Linked DNA regions of Ovis aries: region 2 is linked to region 1. A link is a contact called in public Hi-C data. All regions are on one chromosome and are shown on one strand. Each heading gives the region's core, a stretch centred on a gene start, on an enhancer-like site or on the middle of the called end of the contact. The rest is flanking DNA. Distances are from core to core; before and after follow the strand shown. Region 1 has its middle 68 kb from the start of LRRC8B. Region 2 has its middle 53 kb from the start of LRRC8D.

Region 1 (7,681 bases), core at 3,714-6,213:
TATTTAAATATTACCATGGTGCATAAGATCTCTGGTTATCTCACCAAAGTAGATCTCTTTCTCCAGAAACAAGTATTTTGAAAAAATGTGACCATTGGAGAAGTGCCGGCCAGAAAATATTTTGCTCTATTCCAAATACAGCGGGCTTGGCAGTAGCCCCACCTGCCTCCAGTAACCATCTTTTGTATAGATTTGTGTCCATTTCCCATTTAGGTCTTTCCTGTCCTTGGTGAGTCGGCTTCAGGAAGTAATCAGAGGGTCATCCAGATCGAGGCATAAGTGGTCCATAAGACATACTGTCCTGCATTAGGATAGAAGCCCGGGCCTCAAACTAGTGATATGGATCTGCAAAGTAGGCAGTGATCCTTTCTGAAGACCCTAAAATTATGATTCACATTCCATTTATGCACAATCTCAACTTTAGAACTAAGGAAAGGATGCCAACAAAACGAACATCCTAGACTTGTCCCTCTTGCACTGTTGGTGGAAATGTACATTGATAACAGCCACTATCAGTGGTAAAGAATCTGCCTGTCAATGCAGGAGACAGAAGAGACACACATTCAGTCTCTGGGTGGGAAGATCCCTTGGAGAAGGAAATGGCAACCCACTCTAGTGTTCTTGCCTGGGAAATCCCATGGACAGAGGAACCTGGCCGGCTCTAGTCCACGCGGTGGCAAACAGTTGGTCATGACTGAGCAAGCACACCATGCCATAAGCTCTAGAGAACAGTATGGAAGTTCCTAAAAAACTAAAAATAGAGCTACCACGTGGCCCAGCAATTCCACTACTGGACATATATCCAGAGAAAACCATAATTCAGAAAGACATATGCACCCCAGTGTTCATTGCAGTACTATTTACAATAGCCAGGACATGGAAATAATCTAAATGTCCACCAACAGAGGACTGGATAAAAAGATGTGGTACATACATACAATGGGCTATTACTAAGCTAAAAGAAGGAATGAAATTGGGTTATTTGCAGAGACATGGTTGGACCCAGAGACTATCAAACATAGTGAAGTAAGTCAGGAAGAGAAAAACAAACACTATATATTAACACATAAATGTGGAATAAAAAATGCTATAGACAATCTCATTTGCAAAGCAGAAATAGAGACACAGATGTAGAGAACAAACGTATGGTTACTAAGGGGGAAGGTGGGATGGGATGAATTGGGAGATTGGAATTGACATATACACACTATTGATGCTATGTACAAAACAGATAACTAGTGAGAACCTACTGCAGAGCACAGGGAACTCTGCTCCATGCTCTCTGGTGACCTAAATGGGAAGGAAACCCAAAAAAAGGGAGATATATGTATAGGTATAGCTGATTTATTTTGCTGGACAGTAGAAACTAACACAACATTATAAAGCAATATACTCCAACAAAAATTTTTTTTAAAATGTCCTGTTACCAGGTTATCTGTAGTAAATATAAAACTCCAAGTGCTGGCTGTTCTGTCCTTTCAGCCCCAAAGGGCTGAATTTGTAGTGAGCCTCTCAGCAAAGGGTGTGAAGGTTGTCACTGGTCTCCACTCTCTTCTCCTCTGGGCTCCTGCAAGAGACTGAGGGGGCATCTGAGCATGGAGGAGGGTTCCAGGAAGCCTACATGGCCCACCCAAACACAGCTTGGGCTCATTGGCTCAAAGCCTATCTAAGACATAGATTCCAAGGGTCATGTCCTTGAATTTGTCCTAGACAATTACATTTGTCTACAAAAATAATTCATATGGAAGGTATTCAGCTTTTTCAAAGGAAAATATGATTTTAGCCTTCCTGAGAAGTCATCAGTCACAGAAGAGCCTCCTTCCAGCTAAGTCAGTACATTCAGAAGAAATATCACTTTACTATAGCAGTTCATCTGTAAGGAACATGACAGTTATTTTGGTTGAACTTTACTCAAAAGGATCCAACTTAACCTTTGAAAAAGGCTTAGGTCAACAATTAGTCAGCACCTAGTTTCTGCCAAAAGTAGACTGAATTTTCCAAAGCTGTGTTGGGGTTACAAGGAGCCAATGGGAAAAAGGAAGCAAGGGTCAGGCTGAGTTCAACTCGGGGTTTGGGGTGTGCTTTCCGAAACTCTGCCCTTCCAGGCTGCCCACGGATTAAGTGGGGCAAAATGATTAACAAAACTGTTTGTGTATTGGGGACACAGTCAACCATTTCAAACATGCCTTGACTGACAAGAATGCATTTCTCAGCCATGGGTCAAGAGGAGAATAACCACACTTCACAGTGGATTCTTGACATGTTTTGCTTGTTTTCAGTGAAAGTCTCAGAAAGTTAGTCATGGAGCTGAATAATTTCTCTTAGTCCCTTCCTAGTTACCTGGAAATCCTTAGAGATAGAGACAATGGCTTACTTGTTTTACCTCCCTAACATGCAGCACAATGCCCAGCACTTAGTACAGGCTTAATTAATATTTGCTAAGTGATGGGATAATATCAGCAGACTGATGCAGGGGAGAAGCTTCATAGTTTGGCTATGCTAGGAGGCTCTCTCAGTGTGAAAGGATGTACAGACGTAAATTCATTTTGAGGGTGGGGGTAAGCCTTCTCTAACTTATAGCCAGTCACCTTAGGAACCTAAGAATGTGGTGGTAGTGGTAAAGAACCTGCCTGCCAATGCAGGAGACACAAGCGACACGGGTTCGATCCCTGGGTCAGGAAGATCCCCTGGAGGAGGGCACGGCAACCCACCTCAGTATTCTTGTCTAGAGAATCCCATGGACAGAGGAGCCTGGTGGGCAGCAATCCATAGCGTCGCATAGAGTCGGACACAACTGAAGTAACTGAGCACATATGTTAGTTTATCAGACAAGGTTTCTATCACCTAGCACTCGATCCAAAGAAATGTCATTATTAGGAAGGAATGGAAATAGGCAGGAGAAGGGATGCCTGGGGCTTAAGGATAGAGAAAAGAGAAGGAGGTACTTTAAAGGAAAATGGATTAGAAGAGGTCAGACAGTTCTACTCAAGCTGATATTCAAACTTCTGGGCCTGCTAGACTATGAGAATAAGCAGATTTGCTGGATTTATGGCAATCTAGGAAGCAGTAATTAGTTTTTAATCAAACATTTAGTAAGATGTGAGCAGCTCGCTGGTACCTCACTGGCATTAAGCAATAGGGACAGTGCGGGGGCAGGGAATGAGGGAATGAAACTCATAGACCGCACCCACATCTGCTTAGTAGAACATCACTCCCCACACTCTTTCCAATTAGACTCTGATGAGGAAGCTCTCACCTTGAGTGATCCCACCCTTCTTTTCTAGCACTTCTGCTCTGTGGTCAGAGAAATGGGTTGAGATTGGAGTGGAGAGCAAAGAGGCAATGTATATCATACCTGGATTAGACACCTCTGGGGAAAACTCAGAAACAGACACAACTGGGGAAGGATGGGATTCTGTCTCATTCACCCTTTTGTTTTTCCCACCCCCTAGCTGGTGTGTGTCTTTGAGCATGACCCCACTCCGTAATTACGCAGTGTGAGGTGGTCACCACTGTGGGAACTGGGTGGTGGATCAGCTTCATTTAAACGCTCAAAAGAGCACATCTTTGCTTTCCAACAGGATCGGCTGTCCAGACCTCCCCTGGGCCCGTGTGGTCTTTTCAGGCTCTGTTCCAAGGCCGGTTGCAGCAGCTCCTGCCTTGCTCCCCTTTGTTGAAAATGGGACAGTTCTTGCCCTCTGGGATCTTGCCTCCTCCCTGGCCCCCAGTCTTCAGGGACCCACTTGTCTTCTGGTTTATTTCCCCCCTCCCAGAGGAAGTCTTTCATCTGGGCTGAGGACAGTCCCTCTAGTCTGCTACTCCTTCCAAGACTCTCAGCATGTAAATTCCTTTTTCCTTTCCATCTCCTCCACACTTTCTAAATCCTTCCGTGTTAGAATTTGTTAAATAAAACCTGGAAATTTTTGCTTTTGGCTCTGCTATAGACCTCTCTGAAGGCAATGAAGAGCCAGCAAAGAGACAGCTACTTATTTGAAAGAGGAAAAGGAAGGGAGAAAACATAGGGAAAGGCCGGGGGGCGGGGTGGGGGTAGGGGAAGAAATTCTTCAAGGCTTAAAATATATATTTTCAACTATATTTCAAGTATATTCAAGTATTTGTAGGTGCTCTGATTCAAAATTCTCACCATATTAATAACATAAAAAACCAAACATTTCCAGTGATTTCCCTGGCGGTCCAGGGGTTAGATTCCATGCTTCCACTGCAAGAGACTGCAAGGGTTCGATCCCTGGTGGGAGAAATAAGATCCCTTAAGCCAGGTGGTGTGGCCAAAAGAAAGAAATACAGAAATAAACCTTGAAATGGAGATATTTATAGACAGAAGGAACTTCTGGGGTCTCTCAAATGCCACTATACATGCAGCTTTCTTCAAGTGAATAAAAGACCTCCTGGAACACAATATCCTGGAATATTTGGTTTGCTGACTAATATTTCCTGCCATCTCTCCGAAAGCTGAAAGTTGATCTCTTTTTATTTTTGACTTCCTCTCTTTTTTTGTTTTACTATTGTGTGTTAGTTGCTCAGCTGTGTCCAACTCTTTGCGACTCCATGGACTGTATATAGCTCACCAGGCTCCTCTGGCCATGGAATTCTCCAGACAAGAATACTGGAGTGGGTTGCCATTCCCCTCTCCAGGGCATCTTCCCAACCCAGGGATCGAACCTGGGTCTCTCTGATTGAGGGAAGATTCTTTACTGTCTGAGCCACCAGGGAAGTCCTACTAATAGTAAAATCTGATTTTCTTACACTTTTCTTCTACCAAATTTGGCTTATTTGCCCTGAATCACTTCTGGGAAACTTTTACAAACTTTACTAAAAGTTTGTAAATTTCTTATAAACTCGATTCTTTAAGAAATTTATTTTAAATCTCCCCACCTCTCCTCCTGGCCTTCTCCCTCTGTCCTGTTTTAGTGTTCCAGCACTTTCAGAAAAACTCCTCTGCTGCCCTCTTGTGGGCATCTGCAGATATCAGGCATGCTCCCCAAAGCTACTGAAACGGGGAATCACTGGTGTGGAAATGGGTGGGATAATCGCCTAGCTCCAGCGACGAGCTCCTTGTAGGTTGCTTTCCTCTCTGGCAGGAGCCAGGACACTTACCCACAGTCACAGCTACACTCGTTTTTTGTTTTTTAATTTAATTGGATAGAGTCAGCAAGTTTTCTGTTATTGGCAGCTTATGAATAGCTTCCTCTATTTTTCTGTCTCAGTCCCAAGTTTTGGAGTCAGGGAAGAAAGCAAGGCATTTCATAGATGTGAGAAGCTTCTCCCTGTGCAGAGCGGATGCCTCTTTTGAACGAGCAGCCTGCCTTTCCCTGGACTGTTACAAACAGTGATCAGAATGGTCTTCTCAGGTGTCCAGAGTGACCTTCCTTCTGGGCACTAGGGGGTTACTGTGGGCTACCCGTGCTGCTGCTTTTCTTTACCTCCGAGGTGGGACACGTCTTTTTTAAATAAAAGTAACATGTCCATTTGCACATTAGAAGAATCAGATGGTGAAAGAAGGACAGTAGAGGTGGTCTGTAATGTCAACACACTGACAAGCTATTGGCACTTTGCATTGTCATCCCACATGTGTATATATCTCTCTGAGGAGCTGTGTCCTAGTATGGGAGTGGTTCTGTAGCCCTCTTCTCACACACCACACGCAATCATTTTGCTGTGCTGTGCTGCGTAGCTTACATCATTCTTTTCATGCTGCATAGCCTCAGTGCCTTTGCACTCAGCTTTCCCTTAAGAGAATGGGAAGATTTAGGAGGTGTCCCCCCTGCCAGCTCCTTGTTGCTTCAGCTCAAATACTGCCAACCCCATGTGGTCTTCCCTATCCCTCAACACGGGAGCTTTCTCTGTCATTTGTCATTTCCTTCATGCAGCATGCCTTGTCGGTCCTATTGATAATGAATTTGTTCATTTCTTTGCTTGTTTTAGGCTTTTCCTGAGAACCAAGGCCTTCTCTTATCTTTTATCGTCAGGGCTTAGGATAGTATGTGTTGCAAAGAATTTCCTTGGTCAATAATTGTTGACTGACAGAATTCGTTCTAAGGCTGTACCAAATGCGATCAAGTCATTTCTTTTTGCAGAGCCTGTAGGTGGTACCTTGTGTTTTAATGTTTTCAACAGCACTGCAAGAATGACTTTGTGCACTTGAACCCTACTTTTTTCCCTCCCAACATTAAATTGAAACATTTAAAACATACAGAAAAGTAGAAAGGACAATGCAACAAACACCCATATATTTGTCACCAAGATTAAAAATATGTTAATGCAACATTTTGCCACATTTACTTTCTCTCTCTCTGCATAATTTTTTGATGAATCTTATAAAAGTTACAGACCTCACAATACTTCACCCCTGAACACTTTAGCATGCATCTCCGAAGAATAAGTATCTTCTCTCAAATAAACACATGATATTAGCATGCCTAAAAATGTTAATTATAATGAATTATTCTCTAATATAACCTGATAGTCATATTCAAATCTCAACTGTATCTAAAAATGCTTTAATTATTGTTTCATTTATTCATATTTTTGAATCAGAATAAACCAAGTTTCATGCCCTATAGCAGAGCAGAAAATGGCAACTCACTCCAGTGTTCTTGCCTGGAGGGTCCCATGGACGGAGGAGCCTGGTGGACTGCTGTCCATGGGGCTGCATAAAGTCAGACATGACTGAAGCGACTTAGCCTGCATGCACGCATTGGAGAAGGAAATGGCAACCCACTCCAGTATTCTTGCCTGGAGAACTCAGGGATGGGGGAGCTTGGTGGGCTGCCGTCTATGGGGTCGCACAGAGTCAGACACGACTGAAGTGACTTAGCAGCAGCAGCAGTGGCAGTATGCCTTATAGTTATTTGTACATTGCATCTGTCTAGATCAGTCTATTAGAAGTGTCATCTTATGAATTTTTATTATTCATTTAAAAAAATGACATTAGATTTTTTAAACAGTTTCTATTATTACTTACTTATGCATGTATGTATTTGGCTGCTCTGGGTCTTCGTGGCTGCCCCAGTTTTCCCCTAGTTGTGGAGAGTGGGGGCTGCTCTCTAGATATGGTGCGTGGGCTTCTTACTGTGGTGGTCTTCCTTGTGTGGATCATGAGCTCTAGGGCGCCTGGACGTCAGTATTTGGGGCTCCCGGGCTCTAGAGCACAGGCTCAACAGTCGTGGTGCCTGGGCTTAGCTGTTCCTCGGCGTGTAGGATCTTCCTGGACCAGGGGTGGAACCTGTGTCTCCTGTGTCGGCAGGTGGACTCTTCACCACTGAGCCACCAGGGAAGCCCCTGACATTTAACGTTTAAAGAACTAGTTTAGTTTTCTTATAGAAGACTCCAGATAATCTGCCTGTCCATTTTCTTGCAGTTTCATTTACTTTGTTTTTCTTCCCTCCATGTTTCCTATCACTGAAGTTAGATCAGGATACTGTCTTGGATTATACGATTATAATCACTCATAGTCATGATTCTTTTTCATATTAAAATTGTCCCACATTTGTCCATGAGGTGGCCCTTTGGCCAGCCTCCTTGTCTTTGATATCAACTCGTTAATCTTGGAGTGTGCTTCTGCTGTTTGGCACAGAACTACGTCACAGCCACATCTTATGTTTTCTGCCTATACCTGCAACCTCTGATTTCTCCAAGGAGTGCTATTTGCTGTTATTTTTTA
Region 2 (7,681 bases), core at 3,139-5,638, 310 kb before region 1:
TACTATTCTTTGGAACTCTGCATTCAAATGAGTATATCTGTCCTTTTCTCCTTTGCTTTTGCTTCTCTTCTTTTCACAGCTATTTGTAAGGCCTTCTCAGACAACAATTTTTCTCTTTTTGCATTCTTTTTTCTTTGGGTTATACTCCCACAATTTATGAGACAACCATTTGTTAGTGTTTGATTTTGTTATATAGGAAGTGGTAAGAGGAAAATTTGGGCAAGACAAAGAATTCGTAACACTGGAGGAAAGTGGGGCTGGTTGACAATTTAAATACAGTGGTTAGGATAAGCTTTCTTTTTTTCTTTTTGAGAAGGTTACATTTGAGAAAAGTCACAAAAGAGGTAAGGGAGTGATCAATGCAGGCATATGGAAAATGTCCTGGGCAGAGGGAAGAGCCAGTGCAAAGGCTGTAGATAAACGCCCGATGCGTTCAAGTGAAAGAAACAGGTCCATGTGGAAGAAGCCGAAGGAGTGACAGTAGATTACATACAGGAGGCGGATAAAGCCAGGGCAGGGGTCTTGTAGGACATGGGGAGGACTTTGGCTCTTACCCTGAGTGAAATGGGGAAACACAAGAAGGTTTTGAGCAGTTGAGTGACAGAACTAACTTACATTTGAAAGAGATCTGATTTCTTGGTTGAGAATGGACCGCAGGGTGCATGTAGTAAACTACTGCGGGAGGTGATCATGGCCTGGGCCAGATGGTAACAAAGACATGTCAAGACTAGTTAGATTCTGGACGTATTTCTAATAGAGAGCCATCCTTATTCTTGGCATAACCAGCTCTAGTATTAGCAATGCTATGATAATAATAATAATCATTTTCAGCCCTCTTACTATGTCCATAATCTCTGTTTTATTATCCTCATAAACTAAAGCTCAAAGACATTAAGCAACATCCCTAAGGACACATATTTCATAAGAGATAATCCAGGGGTTCAATCTTAGCTCTAGCAGATTTCAAAGTTCTTAAAACTGCTTTATCACTGGATTCTGGTTTCCTTTTTGCCAAGGCCACTCAGTGCCTTATTCATAAAAAGTGATCAATATCTTTATACTGAATTAATTAATGACACCATTCACTTTTTTCTGTACTTCCTGAGATTAAACTACATGTTTGCTTCTGAGGCTTTGTTAAAAGTACTGTTTTATTTTATATTTCTGTACAGTAAATTTCACATTTTTGATATACAGTTTTATGAGTTTTAACACATGAATAGATTTATGCAACCCCTACCACAATAGGATACCTGTATCAACCTCCCCATAAATTCTCTTATGCTGCATTTTAGTCAAATACTATCCTCACTTCTAATTCCTGGTAAATACTGATCCTTCTTTGTGTATAGATTATGGTGCACAGGTTTTTGTTGCACATAAGTGTGCATTTTTCTAGAGTAAAAGCCTAGGCACGGGTTTGTTGGTTCATGTGCTCATTGTTTGTTTAACTTTATAAGAAACCACCAAGCTGCCCTCTAAACGGCTGTGCCACTCTGCAAGTCCACCAGCACTGTATGAGAGTCACAGGTGCTCTGCATCCTTGTCAGCGCTTGACATGGCCAGTTTCATTTTTTGTTTTAGCCGTTCTAATAGGCATGCAATGGTATCTCATCATGGGATACCAATTATTTTTGAAATTCATAGTAAAATGTTTTAGGCTCCAGAATTTAATTCATAGGCTATACTCCAAGTAAATTGTGAATAAACATGGTATGTGTGTGCCTGCTAAGTCACTTTAGTCGTGTCTGATTCTTTGTGACCCTATGGACTACAGCCTGCCAGAGTCCTCTGTCCACGGGATTCTCCAGGCAAGAATACTGAAGTGGGTTGCCATTCCCTCCTCCAGGGGATCTTCCCGACCCAGGGATCTAGTCCCAGTCTCTTATGTTTCCTGCATGGACAGGCGGGTTCTTTACCACTAGCGCCACCTGGGAGGCCCAACAGCATAAGCATACTTACGCTAAAAATTGACCCCCTGTAAATTTTGACCCAGATAACCTTGCCATTTGGACACTGTGTTATTGTGATGTTGCTTAAATATAAATAACAAAACCTGTTTGCAAGATTTTTTTGGCCAATAAGAAACTGTTTATGAAATAGGCTTTAGCTTTGCTTTTCTTTCAGGGTTGTTATAGAAGATAATCAAAGGTCATGAGACAATGAATGGAAAATTGCCTCAAGATACAAGAAGGTACATTAGTACTATTATTAGAGATGCAGTCACTAAATTGGAGATGCAGTCACTTAATTAAGTGAAGGCAGTGTTTACTAAATAACTAATATAATGAAGGTATTATGCTAGATATGGTCTATGGAGACTATATTAGAAAACAGAGCTCTTATCTTCATGACATTTATAGTCTACCTATGGAGAGAAGGAAAACGTAAAAGATTTTAAATAACTAATTTCCATAACACATCAGTATGCATTAAAGGATTTTTTTAGCTCTTCAAAATGATCATACAGTTAATAAAAATATCATACTTATCTATCAAACATCCATATATATTTATATGGTGCACTTAAATAAGTATTTGATTTTTCTCTCACAATACATAATGTGTGAGATTTACAGGACCAAAGTTATTGTATTAATCCCTAAGATTTGCTGGGCGTGAGACAATAGTGGAGTCTTGGTATCAGAGAGGAAGAAGAGGGCATTCCAGGCAAATCAAATGTCAGGAGCTAAAGCCCAGAGTTAAATAGTGCAAAGCCTGCGCCAGACCTGTAATGGGGGAGTGATAAATAAGCACTTACCATGTGCAGATGACACTACCCTTATGGCAGAAAAGGAAGAAGAACTAAAGAGCCTCTTGATGAAAGGAAAGGAGGAGAGTGAAAAAGCTAGCTTAAAACTCAACATTCAGAAAACTAAGATCATGGCATCCAGTTCCATCATTTCATAGCAAATCGATGGGGAAACAATGGAAACAGTGAGAGACTTCATTTTCTTGGGTTCCCAAATCACTGCAGATGGTGAGGGCAGCCATGAAATTAAAAGATGCTTACTCTTTGGAAGAAAAGCTATGACCAACCTAGATAGCGTATTAAAAAGCAGAGACATTACTTTGCCAACAAAGGTCCATCTAGTCAAAGCTATGATTTTTCCAGTAGTCATGTATGGATGTGAGAGCTAGACTATAAAGAAAGCTGAGCACCAAAGAATTAATGCTTTTGAACTGTGGTGTTGGAGAAGACTTTTGAGAGTCCCTTGGACTGCAAGGAGATCAAACCAGTCAATCCTAAAGGAAATCAGTCCTAAATATTCATTGATAGGACTGATATTGAAGCTGAAACTTCAATACTTTCGCCACCTGATGGGAAGAACTGACTCATTGGAAAAGATCCTGATGCTGGGAAAGGTTGAAGGCAGGACGAGAAGGGGATGACAGAGTATGAGATGGTTGGATGGCATCACTGACTCTATGGACATAAGTTTGAGCAAGCTCCAGGAGTTGGTGATGGACAGGGAAGCCTGGCATGCTGCACTCCACAGGATCACAAACAGTCATACTTGACTGAGTGACTGAACTGAACTGAACTATGTGCCCAGCACTGAGCTAAATCTGATCCATGGGCCAGCTCATTAAATATCTTAGTTTCTTAACAGTAAAGAAACTAACAATTTAGAAACTTCTACACAATTACAAAACTGATAAGCTTCAGACCTGGGACTCCAACCCAGATAATCTAATTCTAGCCCTAACTTAGACATTACACTGTAGCATTAATGTTAGGCAATCTGAGGTCAGATTTTGGAGGGCCGAGATATTTGAATTTTTTACCCAGAAAACTTGTGATTCTACATCTTTTCACCACTTTTCTAGGTTTGAGGAATTTCCTTTCAGTAAGAGGGGTTCAATATGAGCATGGTTTGAGGGAAAAGCATCCATACCGTCAGCATCTATGTGGGCATGCTGCTCACTTGTCCTGAGACACTGAGATGCCTCTCTGGAAGGGCATCTCCCTTTTGAGAATCGGCACTTTAGGTAATGGGGAAGCAAGGAAGACTCTTAAAAAAAGAACAAGGAAGGCAAGAATGAATGAATGGAAGACAAATTAGGCAACAAGGTGCGGAAAGGATTAGACACAAGAGATGGCGGCAGAGAAGCAGGAAAGAGACCAGGGCAGCATAACTCAGCACGGGTGATGAGGCCAGAGCTAGGCTGGGGCAACAGGAGAGTTGTTGAGAGAGCAAATTGATAGGATTTGGTGTCCAGGGTCCTCCGGGGGCTATGGAGAGGGAGGAGTTAGGCTCTAAATGTTTTATTACTGTGCTTTTCCTTCCTGAGTCTTCTGGGAGAGCTGACTGACCTGGGCACAGAGTCCCTGAGCCCTCAAAGGCTATTGTCACGTCAGCCACGGCCACTAGAGGGCTTCCCCGCCTCGCCTGCTCGCGCCCAGGGAGGGCTTCTCTGCTGTTTAAAATCCAAGTCAGGCTGGCCCTGGAATGCTTCAGCGGAGCCGGGGTTTAGAGCAGTCGATCTTCACTGACACGGAAAATTAGAAGGCCTCCCACTTGATCGACAGTGACTGGAAACTGAGTCTAACATGTAGCGATGAATGCAGGCGGGAGTGCAGGTGGGGGACCAGGAGGTGGAGGGGAGGAAACAGCTGCCTACAGAACTCCAGAGGCAGCCCTTAGCTGGTCTTGGCCTCAGGGGCCTGAGGCTCCAGAGATTCTGAATCTGCTCTCCATGGTCACTCAGCTGGGCCAGCAGTTGTTGCATTCCTCTCTCTGTCCCAGGTTTGAAGTGTGTGTGAATGTGTACACGTGTGGATGCATATGTATAAGGGTGTATATATAAGTGAGCGTTGTTTAGTCACTAAATTGTGTCCAACTTTTTTGTGACCCCATGGACTATAGCCTGCCAGCCTCCTCTATCCATGAGATTTTCCAGGCGAGAATACTGGAGTGGGTTGCCATTTCCTCCTCCAGATCTTCCTGACCCCGGGATAGAATCCAGGTCTCCTGCATTGCAGGCAGATTCTTGACCACTGAGCCGCCAGGGAAGCCCCTATGTAAGTGAGGACATGTGTACATATGTGTGTGCACGTGTGTGGGTGAGTTCTTGTGTGTACACACGTGGGTGCAGGTGTGTTAGTGTATGTGTATGCCTGATTGGGTACGTGTGAGCATGCTTGCGTGTGTATGTGTGCGCCTGCCATGCAGGGGGAATGTTAATGTTTTTTGCTTGGCTTCAGCCCAAAAGAGAAACAAATAATGAGATGAACGGAAGTGAACTCCAGTCTGGGCTTCAGCACTAATTAGCCGCTATCAGTTTTGACAAAGAGGACAGACAATAGTGGCAAATGAGCAAAGGATGGAAAACCCAGGGAGCTGGGTTGTACAGGGAGCCGGGAGGACACTCAACAGTCCCCTTGGGCAACAAGGCCATCTCAGAAGCCCAGGTGCCTTGGTCAGGCAGGAGACCCTTCCTGCCCTTAGGTGCAGATGAGTTGGCCAGCCCAGCATCTCTTTGGGCTGATTTTGATCTTACTAAGCGCTGCTTCACTTTTTCAAGGTACCCACTTCACCCTCCCCTGGGTGGTTTTTTCTTTTGTTTGTTAGGCTGGCCCCCGTCCACATTTCCCAGAGATAAGGTCACACCCCTCTTACTCACCAGTTGCTTAGAGGGCCCTGGCTTCAACCTGGGTCTGCACTGAGTCATGTTGTTCTGCCTTTAGGCTCTCCTTTTGCTTCCTGTGGGGCTTCCCTGGTGGCTCAGAGGATAAAGCATCTGCCTGCAGTGCAGGAGCCCCGGGTTTGATCCTTGGGTTGGGAAGATCCCTTGGAGAAGGAAATGGCAACCCACTCCAGTATTCTTGCCTGGAGAAGAATCCCATGGACAGACGAGCCTGGTGGGCTATAGTCCATGGGGTCACAAAGAGTCGGACACGACTGAGCGACTTCACTTTCTTTCTTTCTTTTGCTCCCTGTGGAGGTTTGGAAGAAGAATGGTGGAGGCAGAAGCACGGTTAGGTTTGTTAGGTTGTGAGAAAGAGCTGCTCCTTAACTTCTAGACCTGAGTATGTATTTATGTGAAATGGGTGGGAAAAATGGTGGTAGAAGGTGATGTCAGACCCCTCCCACCCCCAGGTAAGCCTTTATCCATCATCAATAGCTGGGGCCCTGTCTGTGGGTTTCCCACAGGCCCAACTCACACGGGCTTCAAAGAAAAGGGTTCAGCTGGGGAATAAGTGTCTCCCTTGCAACTGCAAGGGCCTCCCTAGTGGCCCAGACGGTAAAGAAGCTGCCTGCAGTGTAGGAGACCTGGGGTCGTTCCCTGGGTTGAAAGATTCCCCTGAAGAATGGCTACCCACTCCAGTATTCGTGCCTGGAGAATCCCATGGACCGAAGAGTTGGGTGGGCTATAATCCATGGGATGGCAAAGAGTCAGACACATCTGAACGACTAACACTTTCACTTTTTCAAGTGCCAAAAGGCCCGCCCCACCCTCAGAGAACAGATTTTCTCCTGGACCTTCACATCCGCTTGGAAACACAACCAGGGGCGCCATGCCCTTGAGCAGCAGGACTGCAAGAGTGTTTTCCAAGTCTCCCCATACGCAGCACGTTCTCCTCACACTTGTGTACTTGAGCGTGTGTGGAAGGGAAAGCGTGTCAGGGAGGGTCTCTGTCAACATTTCATTCACACCCTGATAAACCTAGGGAGCGGTTGCTTCTTCTTAGAACTTTTTCATAACACTTCCTATTTGTTGATTATCTTGAAATAATATTCCCTGTTCTTCGTTTGCCCCTTCAGGGCACATGTGGCCCAGTCCCAGTTAGTTTTTCTTTCTAATGTGGTTCTTCCTTTACAGTCTGCTAGGATGAATAGCAGTTGGAATTCTCAAATTTTAGTAAGAAAAAAAAAAAATCTGCAGAACTTGTTTTGAATGCAGATTTCTCAGGCCCTGTCTAAATCTTTAGAATCAACACAGGAGTTGGCATGTTACCACGCCCTCCCCTTGTCACTCACTCCCCACTCCCAAGATCCTAAGTCAGGTGGTCTACAGAACTTACGCTGTAAAACATGGTGCTAAAGGATGTATTTATTCTTAATGTTGAGTTCTGAGAGTTCTTTAAGATTCTAGACCCAAAGCCTTTGTCAGATTTGATTTTTCCACAGGCTGTAATTTGTCTTCTCACTTTTTGTACAGGCTCTTTCACAGAGCAAAAGTTTAAAATTTTTATTAAGTACAATGTATACACTTTTCCTATTATGGATAATGGTATGATGTCAAGTCCAAAAATTTTTCTTAGTCCTAAGTCAGGAAGATATTCTCCTCGGTTCTTTTCTAGAAGGTTTATAGTTTTGTTTTTATATTTAAGACCATGACCCATTTTGAGTTAATTTTGTGTGTAGTGTCAGGTTTAAGACCAATCATTCAAGCACCACTTACTAAAAAAGCTATTTGTCCTCCACTGGTTTGCTTTTACTCCTTTGTCAAAAATTAATTGGAGATATTTGTGTGGCTCTGTAGCTGGATTCTCTATTCTGTTCCACTAATATATGTGCTTGTTCCCTCCACCAGCAGTACAAAGTCTCAAATTGCAGTTATATACTAGACCTTAACATTGACAAGAGTGATTTTCCCACTTTATTCTTGTTTTTCAAAACAGCTTTGGCTGGTTCAGAGCCTTTCTCTTCCTGTATAAATTTTGGAAGCTTGT

Evidence for each region. Hi-C and Micro-C count contacts between places; a contact is called where the count stands out from the background.
Region 2: a Hi-C map of hypothalamus shows a contact between it and region 1, with 4 times the contacts expected there. The contact joins two enhancer-like sites. A contact is called at or near these places in 4 of 16 Hi-C or Micro-C datasets (hypothalamus, muscle and tail adipose tissue).

What each region holds. Positions count from the first base shown.
Region 1 is chr1:66,817,938-66,825,618 of ARS-UI_Ramb_v3.0, reverse strand. No RefSeq gene overlaps it. Among named protein-coding and RNA genes, the nearest start is that of LRRC8B, 68 kb to the left of the region's middle. Within about 2 kb of position 4,963, at least 7 of the 54 cell types and tissues checked have an H3K27ac peak or open chromatin away from gene starts, as enhancers often do. A contact at or near this core is called in hypothalamus, where this site is marked.
Region 2 is chr1:67,126,453-67,134,133 of ARS-UI_Ramb_v3.0, reverse strand. No RefSeq gene overlaps it. Among named protein-coding and RNA genes, the nearest start is that of LRRC8D, 53 kb to the left of the region's middle. Within about 2 kb of position 4,388, at least 16 of the 54 cell types and tissues checked have an H3K27ac peak or open chromatin away from gene starts, as enhancers often do. A contact at or near this core is called in hypothalamus, where this site is marked.